4 separate regions of the Oryctolagus cuniculus genome follow, and all the other regions are linked to region 1. The links are chromatin contacts, called in public Micro-C maps. All regions are on one chromosome and are shown on one strand. Each heading gives the region's core, a stretch centred on a gene start, on an enhancer-like site or on the middle of the called end of the contact. The rest is flanking DNA. Distances are from core to core; before and after follow the strand shown. Region 1 has its middle 23 kb from the start of ZFP36L1. Region 2 overlaps RAD51B (RAD51 paralog B). Region 3 overlaps RAD51B (RAD51 paralog B). Region 4 overlaps RAD51B (RAD51 paralog B).

Region 1 (4,068 bases), core at 406-2,905:
TCTCTGGCTGAGACCTTGAGTGCAGAGACGAAGCCCAGGCTCTGGAGCCAGAATGCCTGGGTTCAAATCCCCGCTCTGCTACTTATTAGCTCTGAGTATTGGGCAAGTTGCTTAACCTCTGTTCCCTCTGTGAAGCGAGGGTGACAGGAGCCTCCAGCCTTCACTGAGAACAGCAGAAAGCCAGGGATAAGGTAGCCAAGGGGCCCTCCTCCACCCCCAGGGGTTCTGCAAGAAATCAAAGAGCCATCATTTGGGACAGGAGCTAAAGAAGGGGCAAGTTTTCACAGGAAGTAACCTGCAGATCTGCACCGGCTGGCCCAGGGCGGACCCCAGGGCCTTTCTCCATCAGGATTCAACCCATGGACCACCAGGCTTTGGAGGCTGCCTCCCATCTGGGATGGGAGTTCTTCCCCCCCCCCCGGGGGGGGGGGCAAAGGGGACCAGCAGAGGACATGCCCCACATCAAGCTGAGGGGGACAGGCCCACGTGCCCAGGCCCAGGGAGAGACACCACCTGGGGCCTCCGAAGGGGGCTGGGCTTCCCCGGGACGGGGAGGGAAGGGTTAAGCCTGCTGGGGCTCCTGGGGGAGGGATCACCAGCTATAAACAGCCGGCCTGGGAGGGAGGGAGCTGACACAGGATGTGGCCGGGGCTCGGGCTGTCTGATTATTAACTCCGCTTTTATTTGGAGGGGATTCGAGTCTCTGTTTCACTTCCCATCAAGGAAGTGAAAGCGCAGGTCTCGGAGGGGCCTGGTTTCAAATTGTTTTGTCACAGCTCATTTATTTTTCCTCTTAAATAAATAAACAAAACCACCCCTTTGTTTTCCCCTTAATGAGCATTCAGCAAATCATCTGTGGGTGAGCCATGAAAGGGGTTTTCTGGAGCCCTGGGCCGGGGACTTCTGGCTTCCTCCGAAAAGGAGAGAGGGGCTGCCTCTTCTCCCGGGCGCCCTGCTCTCTGCCTCCAGCCCAGCCCAGGCGCCTCCAGCACCCCCCCGCCAGGGGCCGCCGCCCACCCACCCAAGCCCCCCACCCCCCACGCAGGTCGCTGTCCCCACCTGGGACTTGGGGGGGGGGTGGGGGGCTGAGATCCCCGCTTTTTGTTCTCATAGCGCCCTGACGTTTCCACTCAAAATACCATAAAGCAATTAAACACACAAAAGGATTCCATTACAGGGCCTAAGAAAACACCAGTGCGCGTTCCCGGGCCCAAGCTTGCACCGCCGGCATCCCGACCACGGCACAGGCAGGCCCTTCCCGGTCCCTTTTCTGAGTGACCTGCGTGGGGAGGGGGACGCGGCGACCCCCAGCCGCTGCTCCCTGCAGTTCGGGGGTGCAGAGGCCCGCAGAGCAGGGAAGCCACATGCTGCCAAGGGGGCTTCCTGGAGGAGCTGGTAACATTCAAAACCTATTCTGGAACTGAAAAACAGCCCAAGGGACGGACACACGGGCCAGTGTGCGCCCGGGGCCAGCCGGGGGCCAGCGCGCGCGGAGGCGCGGGGGGCTCTCGGAGGCCGTCGAAGGGCCTCGTGGCCACTCGGAATCAGCGCCTGGGACCCCGACCCCGCTCACGGAAGCCACACCGCCTTCAACTGCCTTCACTTCAACAAACAAGGGGCAGAAACAACGGCGGTGACTGGGGCGATCCCCACGGCCCAGCCCCACCCCGGGAAGCCCCTGGGGTCCCCAAGTTGTGGAAAGTCCTCTCCCCCCGCCCCGCCACGGCCCGGCTGCTCGCAAACCCCAGCGGCCGGCTCCCCTGAAGCGGCCGGCTCCCCTGAAGCGGCCTGCTCCCCTGCAGCCGCCGGCGCGCGCGGGGTTAAGCCGGGCCCGCCAAGATGGCCGACTTGTTTTGCAGCGCGGGGTCAGGCGGGAGGGCGCCCTTTGCCCCCGGGGAAGCAGTCAAGGTTCCGCCGCCCCGCCTGGCGGCCGGCCCGCGTCGGCCTGCCGGCCTCTCCTCCCCTGCGCGCCCCGGGGCCTCGCGAACCTTCCAGGCCAGGCTCGGCCTCGGAGAGGGGAGACGGCCAGGCCGGCCCGGGCCCACCTCGGACACGCGAGAGCCGGGGTGCACTCCGGCCGGGTCCCTTCGGCCTCTCGGATGGTCTGCGGCTGGGGGTGGGTGGAGGGGCGGCGGCGGCGGCGGCGGCGGCGGCGGCGGCGGGGACGGGACCGCGTCCTGCGTCCTGGCTCCCCGCGGGCGCCGCTCCAGCCGCGCGGCCTCCCGAGGTGGCGGTGGACGTGGTCACACTGCCCTCCAGTGGCCACACCGCCGACCGGCGCGCGCGCGGGGCCTGCTGGGGGTCCAGGGGGACTGCCCGGTGCCCCCACAGAGCCCTCGGCTGCGCGGGGGCTGTGCTGTGCGACCCCTGCCCGGAGCCTGGCTTCCTTTCGTGGTTCCCAACCTTGAGTGTGCGACGGAAGCTCCCGGATACTTTGGGCAAACCCGGTTTGCTGGGTCTCACGCCCGAAGTCAGAGGACTGGCTTTTCTAACAGGACAATGAGCTGGGGCCGTGGGCTGCCCCGCAGAGGGCCTCCCCGCAGCACTTCGGACAGGGGCGACAAGGAGTGACCAGGGCCAGATTTCTTTAAGCAGATACCCTCGGCAGGCCTTGTGGCTCTGCGGGTTAAGCGCCACTTAGGATCCTGGCATGGAATTTGAATATGGAATTTGGAGTTTGGAGTGTGGGCTGCTCCACTTCCTATCCAGCTCCCTAATGCACCTGGGAAGGCAGTGCAGGATGGCGCAAGTGCTTGGGCCCCTGCACCCGCGTGGGAGACCCAGATCCATCTGGTCGCAGCCTGGCCTCGTGGCCATTTCAGGAGTGAACCAGCAGGTGGAAGAGTGTGTATGTGTAAATAAATAAATCTTTCAAATAAGTATTTAAGACAGATACTCTCAGAGGATTCCACTGGAAAAGGTGTTCAGTTTCCTATATAGGGGAAAAAAAAAATAAAGAGATAAAGAAATGAGGTGTGACAGTTGGGCCCTGATCTACGATGGCTCGATTTAGGATGATTCACTGAGGGTGGTTCCAAAGCCATCTGCACAGAGTAGAAACCATACTTCCGATTCGGAGCTCGGCTCTTTCCCCGTGGTGGATGCCACTGTCGGTGCTGCAAGAGGCACAGGAGGGGGGAGGGGGGTACGTTCCACGGTGTCCTGTGTCGCGTAGCAAGGACGTCCGTGAGCGAGGACTCTCCCCCTAGAATATTCTCAGCTTACTACACGTTTATCGGGGTGCAAGCTTCCAGAAGTGGAGGAGCACCTGTGGTCAACCTTGGCCTTGGGGAGGCTGGCGGGAAGGCTGCTAAAGCTGAGGCCTGAGGAGCAAGGCGGAGGACCCCAGGAAGGGGGGTGGGAGGTGGCGGGCAGAGCCGAAGGAAGAGGCAGGTATTGGATGTAGATGCAGAGGGCGGAGGGGAGGAGCCGAGGGGGTGGGCCAAGGCCAGGGCCTCTGAGAGCCACACAGCTGGTCCTCAGAGTCCTGTCTGCTCACAGGGGCAAGGCCTGCAGGGAGACGGGAACCTGGGTGCTAGGCTCTCAGCCCTGCCCTCAGCACCCCACGTGGGGGCCCCACCTTCTGTGGCCCCACCAAGAACCCTGGGCCCATGGAGTTCTCACTGTCTCAGCCAGCGCAGCCCAGGCCAGGAGAGAGAGGCAGCAGGTGCGCTGAGGATCTTCCAGGAGATGGGTTCCCGTTTCGTCTCCTCCCTCCCCGGGTGGGGGGGGGCCGGGGCCCCGCCATTGCTGCAGTGAGTGTGTTCAAGCACCCGGTGTGTGCTCTGTGCTGGGTGACTGACTACAGTGACGCGTGAATCTCGCCCCAAAGCAGTGAGCCTATCCTGGGCTCGCCCTGCTGCTCCAGGTACCCTGGAGGGCACACCGGTGGGCTCTGCACCCACCCCACCCAGCTGTCCCACCCAGGGGCGGCTCCCAGGGTGGGCCGGGCTGCTGAGTGGCTGCCAGCAGCCCTACCATGAGCACACAGGCTACCTGGGGCTGAGCGCCCACCCTGTCTCTCTGCAAGCAAGCACCTTCCCATAGACCCCCCCCCTCCCAACACCC
Region 2 (4,068 bases), core at 719-3,218, 890 kb before region 1:
AAGCACCTTCCTCAGAAGTTTTTGTGAAGATTAAGTGAGACATTGAATGGAAAAGCACTCGACGACATCTTAGTGCTGCAGAAGGTTAAGCTTCTACTTGGGACGCCTGAATCCTGTATCAGAAGGCCAGTTTAAGTCCCAGCTACTGCACTCTGATCCAGCTTTCTGCTAAGGCATCTTGGAAGGGAGCAGATGAGAGCTCAACTGCTTGGGAAGCTGCCACTCACAAAGGAGACCAGAATTGAGTTTTGGCCCCTCCCTGGCTCTGGCCTGGTCCAGCCTTAGCTCTTGCAGGCATTTGGGGAGTGAATCAACAGATGGAAGATCTCTCTGTCTCTGTCTCTTTTCTTTTCAAGTAGATGGAAATAAATAAATAAACATTGAAAAGAGAAAACCACTTGGAACACCATTTGGCAATCAATAAAAGTTTGGTGGCAATCAGTAAAAGGCTCCAATAAAAGTTTACTATTATTATTAATGCCCCTCTAATGATAGAGGTAGACATTTTGTTCCCTATGGTGCTACTTTATGATGAATTCAGGCCTATTTTAGAAGAAAGGGAGAAGAAAACAGGCAAATGGCTGCTTAGATACACATGGAGTGAATATATATAATTTGTTTGTGTGAGTATGTGTGTGTATAGGTATTTACAACCAACTATATTGTGTAAAAACATATAATGATGAATGGGCATTTGGCCTAGCGGGTAAGACGTCTGCATCTCATATCAGAGTGCCTGGGTTCAGGGTCCATCTCCAGCTCCCAATTCCAGCTTCCAGGTAATGAGGACTCTAGGAAGCAACAGGTAATGACATACGTAGTTGGGTTATTGCTGGTCATGTTGGCAATCTGGGTTGAGTTCTCAGCTCCCAACTTCTAACAAACCTGGCCCCAGCCATTGTGGGCATTGAGGGGAGTGAACTAGTGGAATGGAAACTCTGCCTCTTAAAAAATAAATAAATAAAAATTTAAACATGTCTAATGGGAAAAAATGAACACTTTCTTCATTTTGTTGAAATAGGACTTTAAAGTGAGAGATTTAAAATTTGCTACATTTCTTATTTCTGCCGCACTCCGGGTTAAAACCAACAAGCGATAGGAACAACAGACACACTAGATGGCGCCTTAGACTTAGTTTTTATAGAAACCAGTACTAACTGGAAAAAGACAACTAAAGCACATTTTAATGAGTCTTTTTTTCTCACCATTAAAACAGTTTCATCTTAGAGTGTGTGCCTCTAAGAAATAAGAACTTTTTTGACAGAACTGGAGGAAAATTTCAGCAAAAATAAATATCCTACTTGCTAGGTTTGTGCTTGGAAAGTATTAGATGTGTTTTAAGCCACAAATGTATAAGGAAGTTATTTTCTTTGAAAACATTGCCTTATTTCTGAGTGTTTTTTCCCCTCTTTGTGTTTGTAATTTTAATATTTCTACTCTTTCAATCTTTTGTTGTTAGTTTCTAAAAATGTGGTTGTAAAGTTAATTTGAATCACATCAATTCCTATTGTCGTATTTTAAAACTTATCTGTTTGTATTAAAATATTAATTTAACAAGCCAATATTAAAGGATATCATGTGGATATTTCAAAAAGTTCATGGAAAATGGAATTAAAAATGAAGTTTTAGTATAAAAATTTTGAAATCCATGCATAATTTTTTTTAAAGTTTTTTTATTTATCTGAAAGAGTTACACAGAAAGAGAAGGAGAGGCAGAGAGAGAGAAAGGTCTTCCATCCACTGGCTCACTCCCAAACTGCTCAAAATGGCCAGAGCTACGCTGATCCAAAGCCAGGAGCCAGGAGTTTCTTCTGGGTCTCCCTTGCAGGTGCAGGGGCCCAAGGACTTGGGCCATCTTCCACTGCTTTCCCAGGCCATAGCAGAGAGCTGGATTGAAAGTGGAGCAGCTGGGACTCGAACTGTTGCCCATATTGGATGCCAGTACTGCAGGCGGTGACCCCACCCGCTACGTCACAGCACTGGCCCCTAATTTTTTCAAAATATCCAATTTCATAAACTTTTTGAAGTCTTCTTTAATAGTATTTTCTTTTTTTATAAAGTTTGTTTTTATTTATTTGAAAGGTAGAGTGACAGAGAGAGAGAGAGAGAGAGAGAGATCTTCCATCTGCTGGTTCATTCCTCAAGTGACTGAAAGTAGCCACGGTGGGGCCAGACTGGAAACCAGGAGCCAGGAACTCCATCTGAGTTTCCCTTGTGAGTAGCAGAAACTCATATACTTGAGCCATCATCTGCTGCCTTCCAGGGTGCACATTAGCGGGAAGCTGCATTGGAAGTGTAGTTGGAACTCAAACCCATACTCCAATATGGGATGTGGATATCCCAAGAGCAGATTAATTTGCTGTTCCACAGGGTCTGTCTTCTTGGAGTATTTCTGATACTACTGTACCTTGCTTCATGCACTTGGTCTTGTTTACTCTTGCTAAGAACTCTACAAAAATTGCATTCATTTTATCAGTAAATAAGCTATCGGATATTTAGTAACTTTCCAGCCTTATGTACTTAGTAGTATTTATGTACTTGACTGGTAGTTGCTGCAAGAGTTTCATCAATGTATTAAAATTATATTTTTTTGAGCACCTACCATGTTCCAGGCTTGCCAAGCACCAGGCAAACTATAGTGACTTAAAGTTGCCTGGGCCCCGCCTACATGGACTTTTTTTTTTTTTTTTTTTGACAGGCAGAGTGGACAGTGAGAGACAGAGAGAAAGGTCTTCCTTTTCCGTTGGGTCACCCTCCAGTGGCCGGCGCACCGTGCTGATCTGAAGCCAGGAGCCAAGTGCTTCTCTTGGTCTCCCATGGGGTACAGGGCCCAAGGACTTGGGCCATCCTCCACTGCACTCCCTGGCCACAGCAGAGAGCTGGCCTGAAAGAGGGGCAACTGGGACAGAATCCGGTGCCCCGACCGGGACTAGAACCCGGTGTGCCGGCGCTGCAAGGCGGAGGATTAGCCTATTGAGCCACGGTGCCGGCCGCCTACATGGACTTTTATAATTGAGAGATAAATTGACAGAGTTTTTTTTTGCAATCTACCGGTTTGGGAGTGGGACAAAAAAGATACACAGATGATTTTCATTGTTGGATAGACCAGGGAGACTTTTCACTACAGAAAGAATGATACCTAGCTATATTCCTGCATTAAAACATTTAATCAGATGTACTCATTGTAGCCAAAGGAGAGGCAGTCCTCCCTTCTCCCTGCAACACTGACAGTTAAATCATAAATCAACATTTAAAAACAATGTAAACTAAACTGTCTTCTAGATAAGAATCAGATAGAGTAAGGAAAATCTGGCTATGCTAGAATGTCAAAATTTTCCACTGATGAAGAGGTATTAAAATATCTAAAGCAAAGTGTTCATAGTGGGAGTCTAAGAAGTTAATATAATTTTTGCACAGTCTAAGACTTGGTGATTTCTAGATGGCTTCCCTAGTGCCATTTGTTGATACCCCTAATTGCCATGTGCCCTTTTTAACTTGGGACATTTAACATTTTTTCTTCAGTTGATTTTTCTTTAAAAGCTTAGATTTTCTTATCAAGTTGTATGCTATTGAAGGGTATGTGATGAGGAAACACAGAGCAGAGTTTGAAATTGAAGTCCTTGACTGGGCTACAGTAAGTCCATGGAGCTCCTAACATTTTGTGAAATTCATGTATGTATATGCTGTATTAATCCATCTTCAGTCAGCATAACAAAATACCTGACGCTGAGTAGTTTGTAAAGGAGTTTATTTAACTCAGGGATTTGGAAGTTGAAATTCTAAGATTGGGGGGCCCCATTACCCTCCCCCACTGGCGTGAATGTCTGTGGAAAAGGTCCCATGGCAATACAGGAAGCCAGGGAAAATCAGGGGCCAAGCTCACTCTTTGTAACAACCCACTCTTGTGGGAATTAACTGGGGTTCTGTAAGCCTCACTTGAACATCTTCCAAGGGTGATGCCTTCAGTGACCTAATTACCTACCAGTAGGCCCCACCTCGAAAGGTTCCAGCTTCTCCCAGCTCTACTACAGGGAGACCAAGCTTTCAGCACAGGTACCTCTAGAGGAT
Region 3 (4,068 bases), core at 1,085-3,584, 700 kb before region 1:
AAAACAAGTCCATTTGGGTTGATGAACTCTGTTACTACAAGATATTTTAAAAACCTCAGAAAAAATAAGTTTGAATTCATACTCTCCCCAGTTTTGTGCATTGTTATGATTCTTAAATTGTGGTCTGGGGACTCCCAGAAAGAGTCTTTGAAGGATTTTGAAAGGTCACATTATTTTCATCATCATCATCATCAAACATTATTTTCCCTTTTCATTCTCTTTTTCTTACATCATGTACCACTGTAACACCTTGAAAGCAGAACCACATATCAGAATCCGGCTATCAGTATTTATGAAAGCAGATATTAAGGAGATTTCCAAGAATATAAAACAATGGTTTTTCTCACTAATGTTTATTGTTTTAGAAAATACAGTTCTTTTTAAATAAAAATGTTATTTATGATAAGATGTTCTAGGTTTATTAGCGTTTTTTTTAAATGAATTAAATGCTTTAAAAATCCATTGGTTTTCACATCTAATATAGTAAACATAACTTTCATAAATAAGAGCTCTGCAGAGCCTATATAATTTTTGAGAGCAAAAAGGGGTCCCAAGCCACAAGGTTTGAATACTGCTCCTCGAGTTCTTTCTGTCTCCCTGGGAGGGAATATGTTGGTGAATCGAGATGATCAACCCCCTAATACGAGAGACCAGCTTTTTCATGACTGTGTCTGCTGTGGTACCTGGAGAAACGTCTTGTCCATGCTTGGTGCCTGCATGAATACGAGTAGATGAGGCTCCTGGGGTGACTCTGGAATGTGTTCTCTGGTCTGGGCGTTACATCAGCATTATTATTTGCTTTGTTTCAAACCTTTATCTTTTAATAGTTACTGAGTTCCAGTACTCTTTGTTAATCTTATTTCGACATAACAATAATGATGTCATTTTCTTTGGAAAGTTTTATGGAAAAAAAAATCAAAAGAAAACATAGCGAGTGATTTTTGTCCTTCCTCTCCGGTTCATCTTCGGTTTGCTTTCCCATGGGCTTGGCCAGTGCCTTCGTCACTGCGCTGACTGCCCTAGGTTGCTCTATGCACGTTGCGGTTTCTCCCGGTTGATGTTGGGTACCTTTATTTCAGAGACAGAGTCTTTAATCTCCTTGTACCAGAATTAGAGGTCCCCGCTTATCTCAGAGCGTATGTTCCAAGATGTTCCATTGATGCCTGATACTGCAGATGACCCTGGTACTGAAACCCTCGAGTGTGTGTGTGTGTGTGTGTGTGTTCCTGTGCAGCCATACCTATGATAAAGTTTAATTTATAAAGTAGACATAGTAAGAGATTAATAACAATATATAGTAAAAAAGTAGAACAGTTATAATAATATACTGTAATAAAAGTTATTTAAAATTTATGTATTGTTTATTTCTGGAATTTTCCACGTAACATTTTTGGACTGTGGTTGAGCAATAGTAACCATATAAGTGGAAAGCAAAACTGCAGTTAAAGGGGGAACTACTGTAGCGTTTGGTAAAGATGTTAAAGAATATATGTTAGGTTGAAATGTACATAAGGATGGAAAAGTTAGGTAATTTAGCTAGTGTTGTTTTTTTAATGTCATAAAATATGGTTTCCATAGTACTGAACCAAAGGTGTTTTGGAGTAAAAGAAGCCACAGTTTGAGAAAAGAAGATAATTGCTTTATGGCCTTGCAGATAAACCAGTGTATATTCCCCTACCCGTCTACACTATAAACTCCTCTTCAGAGTTAGGATCCTTGAAGCTCTTGGAAGGCTGCCTTTTCTGAGTTTGTGCTTTCCCTTGATATCAGAGTGTTCTTAGTCATATAAGTCTCTTAGCTCGTTTCTTTCTTTTTTCTGCTTGGTGACTGATTGATTTAGATAATTACTGACCTTATATGTAAATTTTTTATCAGAAAGCAGACAGAGAGAAAGAGGTCACAATTCTTATCAAGTCCCCATTAAAAACTCGATTTGGGGAGGCTTATTATGTTTTCCGGGGTACAGCTACAGGACACTGGTTTTTGTGGACAGGTCCCTCGCTGGGTGGGAGGGCAGAGCTACTGCAGCTTCAGCGACTGCCTGATTTTTCTTGCCTCCTTTACTTTTCCCATCTGTAAAATGAGGCTGCGTGAGATGACCCCTGGGGTCCCTTACAGCTCGTCTCAATCTACAGCTCGTTTTGCACTCTGTCAGGATTTCATATATTCAAGGTCCCTAGCTGACAAACAGGGTGTGGGAGCGGAGGATGCCCAGCCCAGTCCCAAATAACCACAATGGATTTTGCCCACACATATGTGCTAATCCCCAAAGAAGAGGAAAATACAAGTGGGCCAGGGACCGAACATGAAAAGGGTGACAGTGAGCAAAACATTTCAGCAGGCGCTGAGCGCTTCATTTCCTGGCCCGCCTGCCCTGGGAAGGGCTGTGCCTGCCAACTCCTTCGGGCCATCAAGACCAGAACTGGGGCCAGCTCTTAATTGTGAGCTCCCCTCCCCATACCACACACGCAAACCACACAGGAAAAGTGTCTCTCTCCCTTCGTATTTGTGCCTTTTGGCTACACTTCTATTTATGCCAAGTCCTTGCCTAATCCCCTTCCTTCCAGCTGTCTCTCGATTCTGCCAGTTGCTTTCTGGGGGCTTTGAAAAGCAGCTGCAGGCTTCAGAGGAGTCTGGGGGTGGAGGCGTTGGTGGCGGTGGTTGCCGGGGTGTGGGACTTTGTCAGGACCAGCGGTCACTCTTACCTGGCTTATGGGCCATCTGAACAGTGTTCTCACTCTCTTTCCTTGGCACATGGTAGAGCCGATGGCTTTGATTTTTTCTCTCCTCCCTTCCTCTTGGGGGAGTTCTTTTCCCCTTTACATTCCCCAGCCGTTTTGCCTGTGAACATCCTGTGAAAGATTTGGTTTGTCTTGGGTTATGTGACCAGGCTATTCATCATCATCATCTTCTCCCCTCCCCCCTTTCTTTCCACATAAAACATTTATCTATTGAACGAGTGTAAGATGGATAGCCAGAGCCTCTGTACTCTCTCACAGCCTAGAAATTTGACCCTGTCTCAGCTCTGACGGTGCAACCCAAATATAGGTCTCCCAAGACCCAGAGAGCTCTGGTCATCTGTGGTCTGGTGGAGAGCTGGGTTTGGTGTCTTTTCACCCCTGGCCTGTGGTGTTTTCCCACAGAGCTTGTCCGCATCCCGCTCTGGTTGCTTTTTACTGATGGCAGCTGAGCAAAAAAGCACTTGGTTCTCATCATTTTGAAAACCAAGGGGAAAAAAAATCGGGAAATCGGGCTGAAGAATCTTGGCTGACTATAAGGAGAAACCATGTGTTAGGAAGGTTTTAAATCCTTCCACTATGCGCAGACTGACTTTGCTGGCCCGAATACTGCAAGCAAAACAAAACAAAAGCCCTACACAGCCATTGCCTTTTGTAGCAGAGCACTGTCTTTGTTGGTGAACAGAGCTTTCTTAGGTACAATGGCCTGTTCTTCTCTGCCACTCTTTCTGGAAACTCTGTGGACTATCCTGCCCGTACCTGACAGTGCCAACCCACACCCCTGTTTATGTCAGAGGAGCTCAACGTAGTCTTCCGAACCTTGTTGAGAAAAAAAAACAACAAACAAACAAACCCAAGGCATGTCTGTATTGGGGTTTGTCTCATATTTTCTCATGTCTGTATTTTGTATTTTATTTAAATTAACTAAAATGTTACATGGAGTTCAATTCAAACAGTGAGTCTATTTGATAACATTCTTTGGTGATAGGATTCAATATTATTATTGAAGTGTTTTTATTCACCTTGGGACTATGGTACTGTGAAGCCACTTGTCTTTCATTTTGGTCTGTGTAGCTTCCCCAGTCCCTAACATGGTAGATTTTTTTTTTTTTTTTTTTTTGGACAGGCAGAGTTAGACAGTGAGAGAGAGAGACAGAGAGAAAGGTCTTCCTTTTCCGTGGGTTCACCCCGCAAGTGGCTGCTACAGCCGGCGCGTTGGGGCCAGTGTGCGGCGCTGATCTGAAGCTAGGAGCCAGGTCTTTCTTCCTGGTCTCCCATGCAGGTGCAGGGCCCAGGGATCTGGGCCATCCTCCACTACCCTCTGGGGTCA
Region 4 (4,068 bases), core at 510-3,009, 600 kb before region 1:
GTTCATTCTTCATTAGCTTGCGCAGGTTTTTTTCATATGTTTCATGATCTACTTGAACATTTTCTTACTTAATACTTGTTTGTAACACTAATACCTGATATTTGAGAATGAATACTAGCACTCAAGGATGAATTCAATATAGAAGCCCTTTCTACAAAGGGTTACACACATGTAAGTGACAAGCATAAATCAAAGGAGGGAATAACATATGGGGGGAAATAGGTTTTCTGGTGTCATGGAGTGCTTTGTAATATGAAAAATGCCTTGTCAGGTAATACATATGTAAAGATACTTCAAAAAGTTCATGAAAATAGAATTATAAGATAAGTTCATTTTATTTTATTTTATTTTATTTTATTTTATTTTATTTTATTTTTTTTTGACAGGCAGAGTGGCCAGTGAGAGAGAGAGACAGAGAGAAAGGTCTTCCTTTTGCCGTTGGTTCACCATCCAATGGCCGGCACGGCCGGCACGCTGCGGCTGGCGCACCACGCTGATCCGATGGCAGGAGCCAGGTACTTCTCCTGGTCTCCCATGGGGTGCAGGGCCCAAGCACTTGGGCCATCCCCCACTGCACTCCCGGGCCACAGCAGAGAGCTGGCCTGGAAAGGCAGAATTACAGGGGAGACAAAGAGACAGAGGTGAGGGGAGAGAGCTTCTGTCTGCTGATTCACTCTCCAAATGGACCCAATGGGCAGGGCAGGGCTTGGAGGAGGCCAGGAACTTTATCTGGGTTCCCCTGTTGGTGGCAGTAGCCCCCCCTCCACTGCTTTCCCAGATGCATTAGCAGGGAGCTGGCTTGGAAGTAGAGCAGCCGGGACTTGAGCCAGAGCTCATATGGGATGCCGGCATCACAGACGGCGGCTTAGCCCATTGTGCACAACACCAGCCCCAGCAAGAGAAGTTCACTTCAGTACCGAAAAATGTTGAAATGCCTGCCTTTCCTAACACCTATTATCCATGAGCTTTCTGAAGGCTGCTCAAAGCATGGGTTTAGATAAGTTTTGTACTAAAATAAACTTAACTTTAAATCCCCCTTGCCGTGAACTTTTGGAAGGTCCCTCACACAGAACAGTTCTGTGGAAGTAGGAAGAGCACCGCAGCAGATGCCCGGAAAACAGGATCGAAGCCCCAGGGCCCCAGAGAGCAGCTCAGAGATCCTGCAGTGGCTGCCAGCACGGCCAGGGAGCTGCTGAGTGGGGCGCAAACGGGCCCACCGCTCCTTCACTGCCTCACAGTGCTTTTGTCACATAAGTGATGATGCTTTAAAAACCGGTCCCTGTTGACTTTTGCCTCTCTCCTCTCCGCAGTGGCTACACTTTGCCCAGTTCCAGCTAGTCTCACTTTCTAGTTTGCCTTACTGTGTGCGTGCTGCTCACTGTACACATGGAAGGCACGGGCCTCTTGAAGGTGGTTCAGAAAGGCTTTTCTGAGGTTCTGCTGCTTCTCTGGTCCACGTCCTGACCTGCAGGCTCAGTGCTCTCTGGAGGCCCCGTTGCAACGAGAGGGACCTGTTGGCAATGCGCCCCCCGCCCTCTGCAAGCTGCCAGCGTAAACAGAACTCTGAAGTTTTAGACAAAAATGCAATTTAGCAAAGGTCCTGATTCTCGTTTTGCTCCCCTCACACAGCATGTGTTTTTAAAAGCTGTTACGTGTTTTCACCTCCAACACTAGGTGGCAGAATAACTACACCGCAAAGCACCGTGTCCTTTGTTTCTTGCCAGTCGGTGGGGAGCAGGGACCAGAACAGTGAGGCATAAACCATCTGTGGCTGCATGAGATTGCAGCAACCGACCTGGCCAATATTTTCTTGACAGGGAACTGGCTGCAGTGATTCTAAAACATATGCTTCCAAGATCCTGTCTTTAAGGTTTCCTTTCCCCCCACCCCCTCCCAGCTCCCCTGCGCTCTGTTTCTTCTGCCCCATTGCATTCTGGTAGCAGAGGGCAGACATGGCCTAGAGGCAGCATCTCTGAAACAGCAGGTTGGGATGAAGGCACCCCGTGGCACGGGCACTCTTGCCTTCGTGTGCCAGCGAGTTTCAGAGGTTCTGGGGGAGAAGCCCCAGAGCCCTGTGTGGCACCGCAAGGCTCTGGGGGTTCAGCTCCAAATGCCGCCTTTGGCTCACTACTAAGATATGCAGGACAGGATTTTGTTTTTCAAGGACAGCCTCTTCTTGATTCAGTTCTTTAGGAGTTGGGAGTGTGGCTGCGTGGTTGGTGGGGCCGCATTGCCTCCAGTTTCTTCCTAATGATTCGCTGGTGTCTGCGACCCTGGCTGCCTCCCATGCCACGGGACAAACAGCTAAATAAAGCTGCAGCACAGGTTTTGTCCTTTCGTGTTGTGAAGAGAGTGAACTTGGGTTGCAGAACTACTTCTACACGCAGGGAGGGAGTGGGGGCCGTTGCTCAAAAAGTTCTTGGAAAATGCTTATTAGGAAAAAAAAGGATGCCTGGATTTTCAAAACTTTTTGCACCAGAATAAACTCTTCATTGCAATTTCCACAAACTGTTTCAAGTACCCTTGTGCATACCAACTTGTAATAATACTCTAGTACACCCCACATTAAGGATCGCCTTTAAACCAAGGCTAAATATGTAAAATGGATCCAACAGAAAGATATTATTTTAATTACAAAAGCATTCTTTACAACTGGAATCACAATCAAGTTTCATTAAATAGTGAGTCCCTGATGCGAACAGTAATTGATCCATCTACAAAAATGTAAAAAAAAATTAAATCTTGAATTCTCAGGGACCTGCTTGTTGCATGAAACAAACCCAAACCAACCGGCCTCAGCTGTTCCACGCGTGCTCCCGTCACACGCTACACCACTTTCCAACTGGTGTGCTCAGGGCTTTTTTTTTTAGTTTTTAGCTGGGGTGATAGGTAGTACCCTACATCTGCACACACAGCACAGTTACGTGAAAAGGTGCTGTGGAAGTGACCACGGGTGAATCACATAATTGGCATCATCCTGTAGGGTAGGGATGTGGGGGATTTGTTTATTTGTTTGCCTGATGGAGCTGCAGTTCTTTCATTAAGAACAAACTCCATGACTTTTGACAATACCCTAAACGTACGAGTACATAAATCAGACCAAGGCCATGAATCGCAGATCACCACCATGGTGATGCTTTGAAGCTGGGAGAGGGTGGGGAGACTTTCTTGTTTGTTAAGAAAGAAATGTCATAAAAATTCCAAAGCAGAGCTCAAATTTCCAGGGGGAGGGGGCCTCTTTATTGTTTCCTCTAATAGCTCCTTTGGCACTTACTGAATAAATGTGTTGCACAAAATAACCCTAGATTCAGTCTCTGAGCTGTAGCCTGGCTCTGCTCCCACTTTTGTGTTTAGCATCCATTCTGAATTATGTATTTATGACAGTTTGGCTCTTGTTTGTCACCCCACCTTCCTCTCTCCCCACCCTACCCCCCATTTGTCCTGTCTGTATTTTCACACCCCTCCAGTTAATTGATATCTTCTGCTCCGAGGGCCGTAGCAAATGTGTGAGTGCATTTTTTCTGCGGATCTTCGCCATGCAGGCCATGCTTTTAAGTGTCTGGAATAGAACGATGGTAAAAATGAGTCACGGCTTGTTTCTATATTTGTTTCAGAGTCAAGAAGCTTAGTTTTCTCACTGTAGTGCCCGGAGTATAGAGCTTTACAGTTTACTTTTAAGGGAAACAACCAAAATTTAGTCAGTGCCTTCAATTAGATGTTTTCAAATGTTACAGAATTCTTGGGATTTATATTTCCAGATTGAAGAACACAGTGGAAGTGGTTTTATTACTTCGATCCACAGGGAGAAAATACAGATCCAGAAAAGGCACAAAGCCTTCCCCCGGTGCTCTGGAAACAGACCTTTTGGGTGTTGTCCAGGCCTGCTTGCAGCCCCGGGACAGCCATCACTTTTAATTCGCTGAGGGCCTCCTACCTAAACTAAATGACAGTTCAAACCAGTGACCTGAGGGGCTGGGGTCCAATAGTAAGCAAACAGGAGCGGAGAGCTGGGGGTAGGGACATGAGCAGGAGGGAGAAGAAAATTGGAGATTCACAATGGCTGCCTCT

Evidence for each region. A called contact is a pair of places that touch in the nucleus more often than the background predicts.
Region 2: a Micro-C map of ear pinna shows a contact between it and region 1, with 4 times the contacts expected there. The contact joins two enhancer-like sites. A contact is called at or near these places in 4 of 6 Hi-C or Micro-C datasets (ear pinna, embryonic fibroblasts, skin fibroblasts and 1 more).
Region 3: a Micro-C map of ear pinna shows a contact between it and region 1, with 4 times the contacts expected there. The contact joins two enhancer-like sites. A contact is called at or near these places in 2 of 6 Hi-C or Micro-C datasets (ear pinna and skin fibroblasts).
Region 4: a Micro-C map of ear pinna shows a contact between it and region 1, with 11 times the contacts expected there. The contact joins two enhancer-like sites. A contact is called at or near these places in 5 of 6 Hi-C or Micro-C datasets (ear pinna, embryonic fibroblasts, psoas muscle and 2 more).

The regions. Positions count from the first base shown.
Region 1 is chr20:14,711,871-14,715,938 of mOryCun1.1, forward strand. No RefSeq gene overlaps it. Among named protein-coding and RNA genes, the nearest start is that of ZFP36L1, 23 kb to the left of the region's middle. Within about 2 kb of position 1,656, at least 4 of the 8 cell types and tissues checked have an H3K27ac peak or open chromatin away from gene starts, as enhancers often do. A contact at or near this core is called in ear pinna, where this site is marked.
Region 2 is chr20:13,821,488-13,825,555 of mOryCun1.1, forward strand. The region is part of intron 7 of RAD51B (RAD51 paralog B); the gene reads left to right. Among named protein-coding and RNA genes, the nearest start is that of RAD51B, 110 kb to the left of the region's middle. Within about 2 kb of position 1,969, at least 1 of the 8 cell types and tissues checked has an H3K27ac peak or open chromatin away from gene starts, as enhancers often do. A contact at or near this core is called in ear pinna, where this site is marked.
Region 3 is chr20:14,010,282-14,014,349 of mOryCun1.1, forward strand. All of the region lies in intron 7 of RAD51B (RAD51 paralog B), which reads left to right. Among named protein-coding and RNA genes, the nearest start is that of RAD51B, 300 kb to the left of the region's middle. Within about 2 kb of position 2,335, at least 4 of the 8 cell types and tissues checked have an H3K27ac peak or open chromatin away from gene starts, as enhancers often do. A contact at or near this core is called in ear pinna, where this site is marked.
Region 4 is chr20:14,112,377-14,116,444 of mOryCun1.1, forward strand. The region is part of intron 7 of RAD51B (RAD51 paralog B); the gene reads left to right. Among named protein-coding and RNA genes, the nearest start is that of RAD51B, 400 kb to the left of the region's middle. Within about 2 kb of position 1,760, at least 4 of the 8 cell types and tissues checked have an H3K27ac peak or open chromatin away from gene starts, as enhancers often do. A contact at or near this core is called in ear pinna, where this site is marked.